Regions from separate parts of the Hordeum vulgare genome. Here region 2 is linked to region 1. Evidence: chromatin contacts called from public Hi-C data. All regions are on one chromosome and are shown on one strand. The core of a region is the stretch at or near the end of the contact, and the rest is flanking DNA. Distances in the headings are between cores, read along the strand shown.

Evidence for each region. Hi-C and Micro-C count contacts between places; a contact is called where the count stands out from the background.
Region 2: a Hi-C map of leaf shows a contact between it and region 1, with 2.2 times the contacts expected there. The contact joins the promoter of LOC123412766 here to the enhancer-like site in region 1. A contact is called at or near these places in 2 of 6 Hi-C or Micro-C datasets (leaf and seedling).

What each region holds. Positions count from the first base shown.
Region 1 is chr1H:425,860,467-425,863,698 of MorexV3_pseudomolecules_assembly, reverse strand. No RefSeq gene overlaps it. Among protein-coding and RNA genes, the nearest start is that of LOC123412746, 98 kb to the right of the region's middle. Within about 2 kb of position 1,653, at least 1 of the 3 cell types and tissues checked has open chromatin away from gene starts, as enhancers often do. A contact at or near this core is called in leaf, where this site is marked.
Region 2 is chr1H:426,016,344-426,019,575 of MorexV3_pseudomolecules_assembly, reverse strand. It overlaps LOC123412766 (probable carboxylesterase 15), which reads right to left and starts at 1,597. Exons shown (of 1, transcript XM_045105703.1): 1 at 253-1,597. The coding sequence starts at 1,524. The coding sequence ends at 445.

The DNA of each region.
Region 1 (3,232 bases), core at 404-2,903:
CCTCGGTTAATTTGTTTGTTATTTTGGAGTCAAAGATGCGGCGACGAGGCCCTATGGTATATGATGATTGGCAGTAGGTGGTCCGTTCGGTGATCTTCCGCGGCGCGAGCCGTGCCTGGATTTGTCCTTCTGAGCTCTCCTTCAGATTCGGCGTTGCGTGGGTTGGCCGTAGGTGGCTGAGCTTTGACACGAATCTTCATGCTACTTCACGCGTCCGCTTTGGTGTGAGTTGAGTCGATGATCCCCAACGGTGAAGTCGGAGTCGTTTACTCAGAGTGTAGGGATGGTGATGACTCCTCTAGGGGATAAGTGATGACGATGACACATGTGTGCTGTCTCGCGGAGGCCCTCTTTGGAGTGGTGTGCGTGGAGTTTCTTATGTGTGCCGCTCAGCGGTTGTGATGGTTTTCGCCCGGTTTTCCTAATTAATTGAGCAATTCTTTTCTTCTTAATGAATGCAGAATAACTGCCATTTCAAAAAACAAATCACTACCATAGTGAAGCCAAGGCTCCATGACGAGCACCACGACCACACATGGGAACTGGGAGGGTTGCCACAGAGGGCCACATGATGCTACCCTATCACAACCCCGTCATTGTTGCAATCATATGGGTGAAGGCGCGAAGCAGCTGTTGCTGTTGCATCCTCGTCATGGCAACAACCGCTGCAGTTGCGACGGGGCATTTTCTTCAGCTCCGACTATAATGGAGCTTCATAAGGGTGACCTCGATGCTGTGTTGGAGCTTCTCCGCACTGTCGGAGATGCAACGGAAATTCGCCGCCTCATCGCCGAGGTTGTTAGCCTGTAGTGGAGCTCCGCTCGTGCCGCATTGAAGCGATGTTAGTGTGGTTATTTCTTCAAGAATCATCTACTCAATTCGTAGCTATAACCTTTTCCCCTCTTTGTTTCTGACTAAGACCGTAGAGCGCGGAGTTTTTTCCGATGAAGGAGAAATGTGCTAGCCAACCCAACTGAGTGGTTTTTTTTTCCTTTTTGCTGGGCCAACAGAATATTAGAATGAAGTTGGCGAAAGCATGTTAAACTTTTGGGCTGATGGGCCTTTTCTTACATTTATGTGCTCATCACCAATGGATAACACGGTTGGACATGCGTTTTTCAAATGTGTTCACAATTTCAAGAACTGGTTGTGTTTTAGTAAAATAACCGGGAATAAAATAATTGTGCTCTCAAAAAATGTTTAGAAATATAAAATAATGTCCTCATTTGCCAAATTTGTTCATACAAATTAAAAAGTTCTTTGCGTTTTAAAAACTATTTAGGTCAAACAAATGTTCCGTTTTAAAAATTTTGTTCAAACATACCGTGTTCGCACTTTCTACACATGTTCATGATTTAGAAAAAAAGGGACAGGCCTTCAAAAAATGGTGGGTAACTTTAAAATATGTACTTGTTATTTAGAATGATCAATAAATCAAGAAATATCATTTACAAATAAACTTCCGAAATTTTTGAAAAATCTTTGTTATTTTGTTAAATATTAAATAAATATTTTATTTTTCAAAAATACTAACTTATGTAAAAAAGACATATAAAAATGAAATAAAAAATGTTACGATAGTGTGGGCTGCTTCAGTGAATCGGCTAGCTACATTGCTCTCTCTGCTACGATACCACCACTATCTAAATGGGCCGACGCACTAGGGAGTGTGACACATGGTCTGTGGATAGAGACCTCCATAGAGCAACAAGTTGACGAGCGCTCCTGCGATAGCGTTCCAACGATCACTCTCACAGCGTGTTTTTTCCTTTTCTCGAAAAGCATGGTTTTCTTGTATGAGAGGCACAGATTTGCTTCCTCGAAAACGGAGAACGCGTTTTTTTTCTTTTTCTTTCTTGAGAGACACGATTTTGCTTTCAGGAGAGGCATGAATTTGCTTTCACGAGAGGCACAAATTTGCTTTCACGCTCAAAAATGAGAAAATAATACATTTTTAATTTATTTTTCTTTTGTGAGAGGCATGGTTTTGCTTCCGTGATAGACACGGATTAGCTTTCGCGAGAGGCACTGTTGTGCCTCTTAGAAATGAAGAAAAAAGTGTTTTCCATTATGTTTTGCAAGAGACACGGTTTTGCTTTGACGAGAAACACATACTTGTTTTTGCCAGAGGCACGTGCCTCTCCAAAATAGAAAAAACAACCATGTGTTCTCTTTTGTCTTCCCTTCGCGAAAGGCATGGTTTGCTTCTGCAAGAGTCACGGCTGTGTCTTTCAAAAATGAAAAAAAACACAATTTTTTTCTTCCATTATACAAGAGGCACGTTTTTTTTGTCCGAAATTCGTTAATATCAACATGAGATCTTGTTTTAAAGATCTCGACGCAAAAATCCAACGATAAAAATGATTCAAGATTTGGATGCATGATATAATAGATAAAACGTTTAAAAATACAAATCTACGAAAAAAAAAACTCTCAGGCTGCGACAAGTGACACACAGGCAATGCATCACTTATCGCAATCTGGTAGATGGAAGTGATCTTTAAAAAGAGTACTTTTTAATTAATGATTTCATAATTTATGGCACGGTGTGCGCCGACGGTCGGGGAAGCATGCACCACCAGCCTCACCGCACGACCTGTTGGCCGGCCAATGCACGGGACGGACAATCCCTTTTTTTCATTTTATTCTATGTTAAAATAATTTGATATTAGAAAAAGATTCTAATATTTAAATAAAAGGCGACTTTTGAATCTTGAAATAAAAAATTATCCCGGATTTCACAAAAAAATATTATTTTAATTTTACTGCACATTTTTCTCTTTTTGATGAACATTTTCAAAACTTGAAGAATAAATTTTAAATTTTCTTAACATTTTTAACTTGATGAACAAAATTTGTCTTCAAGCCAATGTTTTTAAAAACGTAATGTATGAGCAAATTTTGGATTCAGTGGATCAATTTGAATTTCATGAACATCTTATTGGAACAACGAATAAATTCCTAATTTGTTGAACATTTTTTTAGGCCGGTGCACAAATTTTGAATTTTGATAAACATTTTTTAAATACGATAAAAAATTGAATTATGAACATTTTTTGAATTATTGATTTTTTTTACATGGATGAACAATTTCTGAATTCGGTGAGAAATTTTTTTTCACGAATATGAAAATAAATCTGGAGGAAAAAAAATAAAGATAAAAAAATAGAAACGAAAAAGTAGAAAAGAAAAAAGAAGAAAAGAAAAATTTATATAAAGCAAAATTATAAAT
Region 2 (3,232 bases), core at 348-2,847, 160 kb before region 1:
CTTTCATTATACTTGTGAATTGTTTTCCAAAAAAAGTACACTTTGACTTCTTTCCAACAAAAACAAAATTTTGATCAAAATAATATGAATAGTAACATATAATAACAAATATTTTTTGCCTTTTTTTTCTAGGAGTCAATGTTGACTTTTTTTCTTAAAAATTTTAGATACTAGTGCAAAACAAAATCAAATTTAATTTGAAAATACTTTAAAACTATTTTAACTTTTAATTAATTTATTATTATTATTTTATGTACGATGCATACACAATTAGGAACCAAAGTGTATTTTCAGCGAGGCGACCGATGCCATACAGAAGGCATCACGTATATATGGACGTAAAACTCACACATAGGTCGATCGACTTAATGGCAGACACACCTGATGGTAATAACAGTGATGCGGCACGTGTGGAATGCAGTATGCTGTTTAATTATGCTTTAATTAGTGGCGGGCGACGAAGCTCTTGATGGCGTCGATGAGCTCTTGGGCTCGCTCCCCGGTGGTGGGGTCCATGTCGACGGCGAACTTGTTGAGGTAGAAGGAATGGGTCATGCCGCGGTTGATGAGCACCTCCACGTCCTTGCCGGCGGCACGCAGCGCGTCGCAGTACTCGAGGTTGGTGTCGTGGATGAGGTCCTTCTCCCCGACGGCGACGAGCATCGGCGGCAGGGGAACGGACTCCAGCGGCGGTGCGTTCGGGCCCATCGGGCACGCGTATGGGTGGTCCTTGGTAGCGCCCTCCGGCAGCGCCATGGCCATGAACTTGTCCAGCATGTCCAGCGTGAAGAAGACCGAGTCCGGCGTCACCTGCAGCTCCGACTTGCTCCGCGTGGCGCGCACGAACCCCGGGTGGATCGGGACGCCGCCGGCGACGCGGAGGGGCGCCCAGGCGTCCGCGCCGTCCTCACCGACGCGCGCGGCCACGAGGTGGACGAGGTTGCCACCGGAGCTGTCGCCGACGAGGAAGACGCGGGATATGTCCGCGGCCTCGCGGAGGAGCTCAGCCGCGGGGTCGTCGAGAGAGCCTTTGTCGGACATGGCGATGGAGCGCAGCCGGCGGAGCACGTCGACACCGGTGTATATTTGGGCAGGAAGGCGTTGCTCGGGGGCTAACGGGAGCTCGGCGGTGACCACGACGGCCGGGACGGCACAGGCTAGGCGCGCGTAGAAGTGGTGGTACAGGGCCCAGGACGGGTGGGAGATGCAGAAGCCGCCGCCGTGGAGCTGCACGATGACGGGGAGGCGCCCGACGCTGCCGGCATCGACCTCGGGGAGGTACACCCGGAGGTTGGGCTCTCCGGGAAGGTCGTGGAGCGTATGGCCGTCGCAGGGCACGGCGTAGGGCTGCACCGGCTGCATCAGCGGCAGGGCCTCGGGCGGGCCCGTCCACGTGCGGTCGATGCTGCCGTCGTCCATCACACGCAGCCAGCCGGACACCTCGTCCACCACCTTACGGCCGCTCGCCGGCGCCACGGTGGTGCTCGCCTGGTGCTGCGATGCGGCGGCGGTGGTGCTCGCCATCGGTCGTCGCTGTGTTGTACTGTATGTATGTTACACGCTCTACGGTCCGGGTTGTCGCCGTGAGACTGTGATGCGCTGTGGTAGCAACAGGGGAGGGGAGGTGGAGTTTTATAGGAGGTGGCGGTGGCAGAGCAGGGGGGCGATCGCAACCTGGTGGCGTCGCGTTTTGCCGTTGAATTTTTTGGAGGGAAATTTCGCAGAGGGTGGCAGGGAATTTGAGCACAAGTGTCACGGCGGCAGCGCAGTTGGAGCTGGTACAGAGAGTGGCGGCCCAAGGGCCGAATGAAGTCGTGTGGACTAAACATGCGCGTTCGCGCGACCGACGTTGAAATTTGGAGGTGGGCTTCAGGCACATTAGAGAATTTTAGAAAAATCTCCAAGGGCCCATGTAGGTGGTGGCATGACAAGGTGGTGGGAGTTTAGTCCCACCCCGCTAGTGGAGGAGAGTTTGGACCCCTTTATAAGGGTCTCTCTTCCACATGCTATTGGAGAGTGAGAAGAGAAGGTGCCCTCGCGCACTCCTCCTTCGCCGCACGCCTCGTCACGCCGCGGGTTGCGGGAAAAAGCCGAGCTGAGCTCATACCTACGCGCTTATTTTTGCCGGTCAGGAACGGAGAATACGTAACGGACAAGGCACGATACCGACTCGGACGTGGGCTTGGCCCACGTCTCTCCACCCAGCCGTCTTTATAAGCACGCGATCGCCTACCCTAGCCGTCACGAGAATCAGATCACATCTGCCTCACGCGTTCGTTCCTTGAACTGCTGCCGCCGGCGACTCCATCCCGTTTACCGCGTACACGATCGACGGGAGAGCAGGCCTCCGAAACCTCGCCTCTCCGGTTCCTGTACGGGAGAGGGGCGATTAGGTTTTTGGGGAGCGATCACGCGACTGCTCGCCTCCGTCCGTCTGCTTCGTCTACGTCCGCGTCGCCCTCGTCATCGCCATGTCTTCACCAAGCGAAGCTGACCGTCTCCGCGAGAAGGCCGAAGCCGATAAGAAGGCGGCAGAGGATACTGCCGTCGCCGCCGCTGCTGCTACGGCCAACTGGCCGATTGGAGGGTATGACTCGTTTATCCTCATGTTCGTATTTATCCTAGCAGTACTGCTTGTCTGCATAGATGTATCCACTATATGCGTAGTATGTGCTAGGTTAGCTCAAGATCAGTATATCATTAGTCTAGTTAATACCATGCTAGTTATTATCTCGTGGATTAATATACTCGAAAAATTGCATATTTACTCAACAACCGAGATGATGGATGTGGATGTTGGCGGGACCGAGAGGGTAAGTCCATCTCATCATCTTTGTAAACACGCGTTACCCAGTCTGAAAAGTCCTGGACTAGGGTTCCAGACCGTGCCGTGGACTCGACTAGTACACCTGGGTCAGTCTCGGTCAGGCCCGGGAATCAACTCTTTCTCACTACCAACAGAAAAAATGAACTAAAACACGGCAAAAAGCTTTTCTGGCCTGTGTGGCTTGACACATCAGGTCCGAACATTTTTTTTGAGGGGAAGGTGCGAACGAATTGAATGGCTGTGGTCATATTTGCGCGCACGGGCACGGGTGCACGGCGGCAGGTGGGCGTGACATGATTTAAATGGGGATACACGACTGAACGTTGTCATCAGCCTGAGATGTCACATCAGAGGTATGTTTCTGGGTGGTTCACGAGTAAATGTGTCCCGATGAGCATGATAAAC